Regions from separate parts of the Sus scrofa genome. Here region 1 is linked to region 2. A link is a contact called in public HiChIP or PLAC-seq data. All regions are on one chromosome and are shown on one strand. The core of a region is the stretch at or near the end of the contact, and the rest is flanking DNA. Distances in the headings are between cores, read along the strand shown.

Region 1 (5,631 bases), core at 764-3,263, 190 kb after region 2:
GACCACAAGGTGGCTTCTGTGACAGAGGGACTGAGGAAAAGCAAGAGGGGCAGAAGGAGACACAAAAGATGGGGACCGTGTGAAGCTGGAGCCCTTCCCGCTGCCTCACCTCACTGAAGGCTCATCTGGGGTTTTGTCTTTTATTCCACTTTTACGCACAAGTCTCTGTAAGCGCTATTGCCTCCCTGGCCTTGCCTTCACTGCCAGCACTGCTGGGGAAGCTCAGGGTCCTGCCCTCGAAGGCTCCCAGCCCGGCACAGTCCAGCTGCCTATGGCACAGAGGTACCCACCCCAGACTCTGCAGCTCCTCCAAGGAGATGTGAGGGCACTGGGCAGTCCTGGCCTCAGCCAACCAGGCCCTTCTCTTTGCCTCCTTATTTCTTCTTTCTTTTTTTTTTCTCTTTAGAACTGCACCCATGGCATATGGAGGTTCCCAGGCTAGGGGTCGAATCGGAGCTGTAGCCACCAGCCTACACCACAGCCACAGCAACATGGGATCTGAGCCACGTCTGCAACCTACACCGCAGTTCAGGGCAATGCCGGATCCTTAACCCACTGAGCGAGGCCAGGGATCAAACCCACATTCTCATGGATCCTAGTCGGGTTCATTACCACTGAGCCACAACAGGAACTCCCTGCCTCCTGATTTCTGGTTCTGCTGGGTGGACGTGTATGAGAAAAGTGACTCCAGTCCCTTCTAAGAGAAAGAAAAGCGGTGCACTGGTGTGGGGGCATTGTGTCCCTGAGTCACACAGAGCCAACGCTGAAAAGCCTCATTTCCTCTGATAGGTGGCCCTTGGGAGCGGTGACAGAACTTGGGCCCGAGGGGGCCAGGACTGCCTTATGGGCACGACTGTTAACACACAGCACAGAAGACCTGAGAAGCGGAGACAGGCTGCCTCCCACCAGCCCTGCTCTCCAAAAAGCCACTTGGCTCCAACGTCTCATGACTTGTTCTTAGAGTTACATTTTAACTGACAAAGTTTAACAACAACTGTGACTTATGGCCTTCTAAAATTGGCAGCAGAAAAATGAACTGAGGAAGTAATGGAAAAAAACCACAAGTGAAGCCACTCTGTATTATGCACAATTTCTGTTATGGTTTTTTTTCCTTTCCAGGCGTGTGTGTGTGTGTGTGTGTGTGTGTGTGTGTGTGTGTGTGTTTTCGAATGGTAGAAAATATTTTCCAGATACGCCGCCCTGGCGTTCCCAAGCACATATTTATGCCAAATTTATAAGAAGCAGCTGCAGACAAGGTTGACTGAGAGGATTGCTCTGCTGTCTGGCTTCCAGAAGGTGCTTCTGCTCCTCATTCTGTCACCAGGGCACAGACTTACCTCCTAAAACTCTCTAACCTTCTGCATCGTTCCCCCAGCAGGAAGACAAACCCACGGCACAGCATGACCTGGAGGGATGTGGGGCCTCGCCCTTCTCAGCATCCACATCACACTTTTGATCTGCAAGGTGCTTTAGTGACCAGTACTTTATCATTTTTATTCATTGGAACTCCTCCTGCAGACGCAGGAAGTGTTCCAAGGCGCCTTTCTCGAATCCCTGGATGGCTTGGAAGGTAGGGTTGTTGGAGTCCCATCAACATCATCGGGTTCTGAACTGCTTGGAGCAGATGGTGGAGCCGCAGTGGGTGAGCCTGTGTCAAAGTGCCTGCATCTCCGAGACTCTCCAACCTCCTCCCCTCGCCCCTCCATGGCTCTGCCTGCTGCTGCCTGGTCAGGAGCTCCAGCCTCCTGACCGAGCAGAGACGTCGCCCAGGGACGCTGCCCCCCTGCACCCAACGCCAAGCTCTCCCTGGCCTGGGGCGGGGCCTCACGCCTCCCCCCACCCCACCACGGCCTTAATGAGGATGAGAATAACCTGCTCCGTGGCTTTCCTGGGGGTGACTAATGGGTTAATCCGGGGAAGGCCCTTTGAAGATGAAAAGCCTGATGTAACTCAAGGGTTGAAGGCAGGCACCTGCCCCAGCCTGGGCCTGAGTCAGCAGAGTGACCTCCTGCCTGCAGGCGGGCTGGGCGAGCTGGCCCAGTCCCCATTCAAAGTCAGGGTTGGCCAACCCCGTGCGTGTGTGGTGTGTGTGTGTGTGTGTGTGTGTGTGTGTGTGTGTTGTGTGGGCCTCTGGGAGGTTGGGAACTGTGTCTCCTGGGCGTTTGAGTGGTTGAATAAACCTTCAAATGGCTCTGCCAAGAGGGCAGCACACATCCTCATCCTAGAGAATATCAGTTAAGACAGTATTTCCTGGCCATTGTTAGGGGAAAATGCTTTCCTTTTTATTTTCTTTTTCTTTTTTTCTTTTTTCGGACCGCACCTGCAGCACATGGAAGTTTCTGGGCTAGGGGTTGAATCAGAGCTTTGGCGGCCGGCCTATGCCACAGCTACAACAACTCAGGATTGGAGCCACATCTGTGACCTACACCACAGCTCACAGCAATGCCAGATCTTTAACCCACTGATGGAGGCCAAGGATTGAACCTGCATCCTCATGGATACTAACCGGTTCTTAACCCACTGAGCCACAATGGGAGCTCCCAGGAAAATGCTTTTCTCACAGGGCATTCCTCCCAAGAGGTGCCGTTTTTCTCCTGCCTTTGGAAGAAGGAGCTGCGGCAGTGGTGGGCAGCCTGGGGAATCTGAGGTCGGGGTGTAAGGGAGGCGGGCGGCTGTGCTTTCAGCTCTCCAGCTCCTGATGTTCTAGTCTGCCCTGCATTCACATCTCCCAAGCAGAGAAAGAGGCAGCCAGAGCTGAAAACCAGAGGCCAAAAGCAGCGGATGAAGCGAGTGTCGTCCAGGACCACGCCCCCTCCCACCCTTGACCCGGTACAGGGGGATTTGACGCAGCGGCAGCTGGGAAGCCAAGAACAGAAAGCCTTTAAGCCACGCAAACTGATGCCAAGATTCCGCCACCCGGGAGCCCGTTTCCTGCGCTCTGCACATTCCTCCCTTCCCCCCCCCCGCCCCCACCTCCAGTGACCCCTCTCCACGCAGCCTCCTTGCACGCAGCACTGGTTTCTTCTTTCTTCTGGAACACAAGTCATGCGGCCAGAAGGAATGCAGGCACTTCTGCTTTCTCTCTTAGGTCCCCATTTCCTTAGAAGTTTTTCACTGCCCTTTCTCCTCCCATAATTTGCCCCGAACCCTAGAGGCCCCCACAACACACAGAATGATAAAGATACGAAAATAGGATGCAAGGATTGGCAGCATGAAGGCAGGAAAGAGGGCAGAGGGGGCCACTAATCTTTTTGCACGCAGCCAGGAATGGACGGGGTGGGGGGCATAGCCCCTGGAACAGGCTATGAAAGGATTCCGTTCTGTTCTGTTTGGAAGGAGATGGGTGGAAATGACAGTTTGGAGAGGATTAGAACGGGGAAAACGGTTTCAGGGGAAGCAGCCTCTTTTCTCCAGTTCTAACAGTGCCATCTAGTGGCCATGCGAGCAGGTGCAAGGCAGAGTCTCTGGACAGCCCCAGCTGACCCCGCGAGGGGAGGCATCCTGGCTTTGCAAAGGGCGCCCTGTTGATTGACAGCGGCCGGCCTCTCCCGGCAGCCAAATACGTCTCCCTGGAAGGGTCTACAAAAAACTGGGGAAGATAGTGCCTCAAGTAAACCCATAATAATGCCAACGGAGGAGTTTACACTGTTGCACAACTGAATTGGCGGCGTCTTGGGGGCGTTGGGACGCAGGTTCCATCCCCGGCCCGGCACAGTGGGTTAGAGATCTGACAGTGTCTCAGCTGCGGCTTAGGTCGAAACTGTGGCTCAGATGTGATCCCTGGCCCGGAACTCCATATGCCACAGGAGGGCCAAAAGGAAAAAAAAAAGAAAAAGAAATGTATTTTGGAGTTCCCATTGTGGCTCGACAGATTAAGAACGCAACACACAGTGTCCATGAGGATGCGAGTTCAATCCCTAGGCTCGCTCAGTGGGTTAAGGATCCACGTTGTGGTGAGCTGTGATGTAGGTGGCAGATGTGGCTTGGACGCCATGTTGCTGTGGCTGTGGCATAGGTTGGTGGCTACAGCTCCTGTTCAACCCCTAGCCTGGGACCTTTCACGTGCTGCAGGTGTGGCCCTAAAAAGAAAAAGAAAAGAAATCATTTCACCTTGGAACTCCACAAGTGGTTCTTTTTTTTTTTTTTTTTTTTTTTTTGCTTTTTGCTTTTTTAGGGATACACATGTGGTATATAGAAGTTCCCAGGCTAGGGTTCAAATCAGAGCTGCAAAAATCCCTTCAGTACGAACTTACAGCTCGTAGAATTTGAAGAAATCATAATTTTAAGTGGGTATTTCCTAAATTAAACCTTACATTAGAGAAGTTCTGTGCCTTACTCCACAACAGACCAAGAAGTCACAGGTTGTCTTTGAGAAAAGGCTTTCAAGGCATATGTGCATTTGTCAAACTCAGGGTTGCAACCTAATGGGGGACCCTGAAATCAATTCAGTGGATGGAAAACCACATTTTAGATTTTTTCTTTTGTTTTTTACATATTTTTATTTATTTATTTATTTAATTTGCTTTTTAGGGCTGCACCTGTGCAATATGGAGGTTCCCAGGCTAGGAGTCCAATTGGAGCTGCAGCTGCCATCCTACACCACAGCTCACAGCAATGCCAGATCCTTAACCCACTGAGCAAGACCAGGAATTGAACCTACATCCTCGTGGTTCCTAGTCAGCTTTATTTCCACTGTGCCACGACAAGAACTCCTAGATTTTTTAAAAATCATTATTGAAATATAGTTGATTTACAATGTTATGTTAGTTTCAGGTGTACAGCAGTGATTCAGACTATACATATATTCTTTTTCAGATTCTTTTCCATCGTAGGTTATTATAGAATATTGAATATATTTCCCTGTGCTACACAGTGGGTCCTTGTTGTTTATGTACTTTATGTGCAGTAATGTGTATCTGTTCATCCCAAACTCCTAATTTACCCCTCCCCCCACCTTCCCCTTTAGTAACCATAAGTTTGTTTTCTATGTCTAGGAGTCCATTTTTGTCCTGTAAATAAGTTCATTTGCATCACTTTTTAGATTCCACATGTAAGTGATTAGATTTTTTTTTTTTTTCAGTGTGTCACATGCAACGAGGCCAAGCTTTGTTCAGTCCTATAACTGTGCATGCAGAGTGACCATGTCAAATGCAGGTCTCACTGTGGGTCTCAATCAAAGCCTCTGTCAGGGCTCCAGCCCAACCAGCCACTACTGGCAGGGGTGCACATGCACCACGGGGCACCTCCACATCATTTGCCCCCCCAACCACGCTGGCAAGATCACAGGAATTTCCAAGACTGACCCAGTCATGGCTTCCACTCCTCAAAGTGCCACCTTCGCCTTGGCCAGGACTGCATTTGACTCCGGCACACACCTGTTTGGCATTCATCTTTGGTTTTCTTTTTGGCTTAGGACAGGTGAAGGGAGGGCGAGGGACAGGGGGCTGGTGGGATCAGCAGAGTCCAGGGAGCCAGGCTTGGAACCCCTGATCACTTTTGGTCCAGCTTGTGCTGGTCTGGACAATGGAAGCCACCCAGTAACCATTATTTGTACAGGTACACATGGTTTCAAACGGCCCTCACCCATCATTGCACTAAAGCCGTCCCTGGCAGTACAGCAGTTGGTGGTCT
Region 2 (5,641 bases), core at 1,898-4,397:
TTGGAGCTAGAGCTGCCTGTCACAGCCACAGCCACAGCAATGCCAGATCCAAGCCATGTCTGCAACCTACACCACAGCTTATGGCAACGCCATATCCTTAACCCACTGAGCAAAGCCAGGGATTGAACCCCTGTCCTTATAGTTACTAGTCGGGTTCGTACCACTGATCCATGAAGGGAACTCCGGTGTCTTTATTTTTTATGTATTTTTTTATTAAAGTATAGTTGGTTTACAATGTTGTGCCATTTTCGGCTGTACAGCAAAGTCATCCAGTAATACATATATATACACTCATTTTCTCATATTACCTTCCATCATGATCCAGCCCAAGAGATTGGACATGGTTTCCTGTGCTGTACAGTAGGTCCTCATTGCTTACCAATTCTAAATGTAATAGTTTGCATCTGCTAACCCCAAACTCTCAGTCCATCCCTCTCCCTCCCCCCCCCTTGGCAACCACAAGTCTATTCTCTATGTCCGTGAGTCTGTTTCTGTTTTCTATATGGGTTCGTTTGTGCCATATTTTATATCCCACATATAGGTGCTACTTAGCCATGAAAAAGAAGGAAATACTGGCATTTGCAGCAACATGGATGCAACTAGAGATTCTCAGACCAAAGGAAGTCAGTCAGAGAGAGATAGGTGGGAATATTTCTTGATTAAGTAGCATGAGTGAATTTATTAATGGTCTCATATTCTGGTTTCTAATAACACTGTTTTCTGTGTATTGCTTGATGTAGCAAATATCCTGACAACGGGATGTTTCCTCCTACTTGGAGGAGATATTCATGCTTGGTTCCAGGCTGTCTTCTGGGCTAAGGATACAACAGTGATCAGACCAGCCTGTGTAGATCTTATATTCTGGTGGAATAAGAAGCAGACCCGGAGTTCCCGTCGTGGCGCAGTGGTTAACGAATCCGACTAGGAACCATGAGGTTGTGGGTTCAGTCCCTGCCCTTGCTCAGTGGGTTAAGGATCCGGTGTTGCCGTGAGCTGTGGTGTAGGTTGCAGATGCGGCTCGGATCCCGAGTTGCTGTGGCTCTGGCCTAGGCCAGTGGCTACAGCTCTGATTCGACCCCTAGCCTGGAAACCTCCATATGCCGCGGGAGCGGCCCAAAGAAATAGCAAAAAGACAAAAAAAAAAAAAAAAAAAAAAAAAAAAAAAATATCAGACCCCATTGCGGGAGGGGTGGAGCAGGAGGTTGGGATGAGCAGATGCAAACTATTATATAGAGAACGGATAGACCACAAAATCCTACTGCAGAGCACAGGGAACTATATTCAATATCCTGGGATGAACCATTGTGGAAAAGAATATGCAAAAAAAGTAACCCCAAGAAAATGGCATCAAACCATGCCCACTGTAAATTACACATGTCACTTCACATCCAACTGCCCCAGAAATACAATTGGAAACTTGACCCAGTCCTCCTCCTGACTTCAGGTCTTTCTCTAACCCCACTGAGGACTCCCAATGCATGAAAGATCTCAAATATAGCAAGGGACACAAAAGATGGCGCTCTTTGGCAGGTGTCTGATTGGCTCCAGAGGAAAGATGCTAAACAGCCCGGCTCAGAGTTCACGTCAATGAGGGGGAGGAGGGCAGGGCAGGGACATCCGCAGGGCCTGGGTTTCTGGCAGGCAGCTGGGCTTTGGGAACAGTGGGGCTCTCTACTCAAAGCCCTGGGAAACGTGCAGCCTATGGAAGCAGCAGGCTTTCTGCAGAGCCAAGGTGCTGGCCCACCTGTGAGCTTCTGACCTCACTGTGCCGCCACCCATGGAGGGATGCTGTGTGGAGTCTCCAGGGAGCGGCAGCCTCCTAAGCACTATAAAAATGTCAGCAGACATGAACTGATTAATATCACGCACTGGGATGGACTTTTCCAAAAAAAAAGATTATAAAGCAGTTGAGCTATTGTAGAGCTGAGGGCATTAGGAAAAGTTGACTGTCTTACCCTGGGCCCAGTCAAGTGGTGAATCAGTCAGGGACAAGGCTGAGGTTTTTGTTTCTGTAAAGCCTGTTTCCTTCGATTAAAAAAGTTATGGATGCACCAGGCACAAAAGGACCCATGTGGCATGATTCCACTTGTAGGGGTAACTCGAGGAGTCCAGCTCAGAGAGACAGAAAGCAGCATGGTGGTTGCCAGGATGAGAAGGGAGAGCTGGTGTCTCATGGGGACAGAGTTTCAGTTTGGGAAGATGACAAAGTTCTAGAAATGGATGGTGATGGTAGTTGCACAATAACGTGAATGAAAACGTCCCTGAAAAATGGCTAAAACGGTTGTTATGTTATGTCTCCTTTATCACCATAATAATAATAATAATAATAAAAGCTATGGAACTATTCGTTGTGAATCTCTGCTTAGATTATTTGAAGAGTAATTTGGTCTCATTTAGCCTTTTCTGTGCATGCACAGGAATGCAGGATCCAAGCTGCATCTGTGACCTACACAAAACGCTGGATACTTAACCCACTGAGTGAGGCGAAGATCAAACCCACAACCTCATGGATACGAGTCAACCTGCTGAGGAACAAAGGGAACTCCCTGGCCTCTTTTCAAGGCATTAGACTTTGAGATTCCCAAGGGCAGGGACCATTTATAATTTGCCTTTTTAGACCAAAAGCACTAGTACAAAGCCTTACATAGCATAATGCTGGATAAATACTATTTGAATGGAAAAAAATGAATGAACGAATAGGCCCAGAATTCCCTCATTGGCAAAGGCCATGCCACTGAACCATCTTTTTTTCTAAAAAACACATTCACAGAATAGTAACAACAAAACCACTGAGCATCATTAAGTGTTTTGCCTTCAGAGCAAATAAGGTTTTCAAACCAAAAAGCAACAATAAAAAAATTAACTGTACTTCGATAAATGTTTCTAAAAATAGTAAAAGCAAAACACGCAACAACAACAACAAAAGTTAAGTGCATATATCTATTCATATTGAAAGTTTCCTGCCTAAATTCCCCAGACACCCCCCCTCACTTTAATAGGAAGTAAGAGTGATGAATGAATGAACAAATGAATGAATTTCCTTCCTGGTCCGCAGGGCTATATTTTTCCTGTCTGGCTATCAGAACAGTCCATGCAGTGAGCCTTGCAGGTCCCTGGAGAGGTTCAGGAACCAACTAGAGTCCTTCCAGCTCAGACATCCCTTTCCTGGGTAGCGCCCTTCTCCAGGCTGAGACAGGAAATGATCTCCAGCTGCCCTCCCTGCTGACTCAGCCGCAAAGCCTTTTACAGTAATCTGACTTCACTTCTCTGGAGCTTCTTTGGGCAAAGACTTTCTCATTTTCTGTAAAGCAGATCATTAAGGGGCAGAAAATTCAATGACAAAAGGAAGGAAGCACAGAGAGAAATCCTTGCATTTTTTGAAGCTAGAGCACAAGCGTGGCCCAGGGATGTGAAATGCCTTTCTCCCTCTGTTTTCCCTTCAGTGCTGAGCAACCCTCCCAGCGTCCTCAAATTCCCAAGATCTGTTTAAACATCTCACATGTTCCTTCTAAATAAATCCAGCCATTTGTGCACGCCAGTCATTTTTAGCAAAGAGTACATTAGCTGTTTTCTTTTGCAGAACAAAATCAAAGTCTCATCTAACTAACAGCCATATATAAAAAGGAGGAGTACTTTCTGATCAGCACAACAGAACTGCCATGAATTTAGTCAGGGCTCCTGGCCTCCTCCAAAAGATGTTTCTAACATCGAAAGAGATCTCAAAATATGTAATCCATAGTGAGAAGGCTTTTTCTGAGCTCAGAAATGCAGAATGACAGGAACTATCATTTGTAGCAATATCATAAAGGAGAATCTGAAAAACCTCCGGCCACAAAATACCTAGATATGCCTACAAAAATAACAAACACAGTTTTAATAGCACAGCTGAGATCAGCAAAGGAAATCCCTGAGACCAGAGCAGGCTGAACAGCAGGGCAGGTGCTGACACTTTGGCTGTCTGGGCACTTGGAGCTCTGGCAGGGAAAAAAAGTCACCTTGAGTTTCATAACCACAGGCCACACTTCACACAGGTTTGAATTTAAATGTATTCACCTGCATGGTCTAGAAATCAATTAAGTAACATAAAAAGAGTTCTAATCTCATAATATCATAGGGGAAGTTGCTAAAGAAATTGAAAAACTTCTCTATAGAAACAGATCCTCAACCTCGGCCACACAAGATCCTGAGAGTGAGCATTTTTTAAAATTAGGAGCTCACAGTCAAAAACTATAAAATGCTTTAAAATGCTTTAGGAGACAAGAGCAAGAGTCCACACAGAACCAAAGTAACACACACAATAGGCGACATGGATATTGAACCACAGGCTCCCCAAGAACATCAGATAATGAAACTATCAAGAAAAAAAAATATGGTCAAGATAATTAAAATGCAAAAGGAGAAGTCAAAATTATGAATAATACTATCAGACTCTTTTTCAAAGACCAAATATATTTGAAAAAAAGACTAAATATAAGTCTAGAAATGAAATGTGTATCATTAAAAGAAAAAGCTCAGCCAGTGGGTTTAAAGATCAGATGAGACAGCTGAAGAGAGAATTGGAGATCCAGAAAATTATTTGGAAGGAGATTACCTAGAGTGCAGCACCCAAAGATAAAGTGGTTTTAAAAATGAAAAGAAGACATGAAAAGTTCTAGCATCTACCACACTGGACCTCCAGAGAGAAAAAAAACAGGGCAAGAGGTAATATTTTAAAAGGTAGTGGCTGGGAATTTTCTAAAATGGGATGAAAATCAGATCCAGGAAGCAAAATTAGGTCAAAACAAGATACATAAAAATAGATACATTGTAAGAAAAAACTGCCAAAGGCAAAATAAATCAGTGGGGAAAATAGTTTGACAACAGAAACAAGAGTTAACCTGACAGGAGACTTTCGGGGGGGGCTGTACCCACGGCATGGGGAAGTTCCAGGGCCAGGGATGGAACCCACACCACAGCAATGACAAAGATCCTTAACCCACTGAGCCACCAGGAAGCTCTGACAGCAGACTTTTTGATAGCAACAACAGAAACCAGAGGTCAGTGGAAGATTTCAAAGCACTGAGAGAGATAGAATAATCTTGGTTTGCAAGTTAAAAATAGCTAAGAAACAAATGAAGGCTAAGTCACAGATCATGCCTAGGCTTAGTCATAAGAATTTATTTATGTAGAAATAACAGATTTCATGGAGGCAAGCTCTTGGTCCAATGCTCTGCTGTCACTCACTTGAAAATTTTAATAACTATTGAGCAAGGATCCCTGCAGTTCTATTTTTCACTAGATTCTATGAATTATGTTGTTGGTTATGTATGCAGGCCCTGAGGACCCAGTACCACTCAGAAGCAAGCAAGCAAGCAGCATTCTATACAACATGTGATCAAGCCCATTAAGACAAAGCAAAATCTAGGTCTTGTAGCTTGAAAGACAAAAAGAAGAATTTATGCAAATATATTTGACAGGGTTTATCAACTTCAAGGCCTCGAGTCTCTTGCAGGTGGGGAGGGGAGGGAGGACCTGTACCAGGAAGAAGTGAGAGAGCCGCCAAAAAGCAAACACCTGTTAAGCCAGGGAACTTGCACAATGCACCAAGGAACTGAACAAAAGAAGAGGAGTGGGGGAGTTCCCGTCGTGGCGCAGTGGTTAA

What was found. HiChIP or PLAC-seq counts read pairs in DNA pulled down with a chosen protein or histone mark.
Region 1: an H3K27ac HiChIP or PLAC-seq map of skeletal muscle shows a contact between it and region 2. The contact joins two enhancer-like sites. A contact is called at or near these places in 3 of 47 Hi-C or Micro-C datasets (blood and embryonic fibroblasts) and 2 of 2 datasets of contacts at active chromatin or transcription factors (alveolar macrophages and skeletal muscle).

The regions. Positions count from the first base shown.
Region 1 is chr14:56,151,618-56,157,248 of Sscrofa11.1, reverse strand. No RefSeq gene overlaps it. Among named protein-coding and RNA genes, the nearest start is that of TOMM20, 41 kb to the right of the region's middle. Within about 2 kb of position 2,013, at least 54 of the 83 cell types and tissues checked have an H3K27ac peak or open chromatin away from gene starts, as enhancers often do. A contact at or near this core is called in alveolar macrophages and skeletal muscle, where this site is marked.
Region 2 is chr14:56,338,592-56,344,232 of Sscrofa11.1, reverse strand. No RefSeq gene overlaps it. Among named protein-coding and RNA genes, the nearest start is that of IRF2BP2, 200 kb to the left of the region's middle. Within about 2 kb of position 3,147, at least 28 of the 83 cell types and tissues checked have an H3K27ac peak or open chromatin away from gene starts, as enhancers often do. A contact at or near this core is called in alveolar macrophages and skeletal muscle, where this site is marked.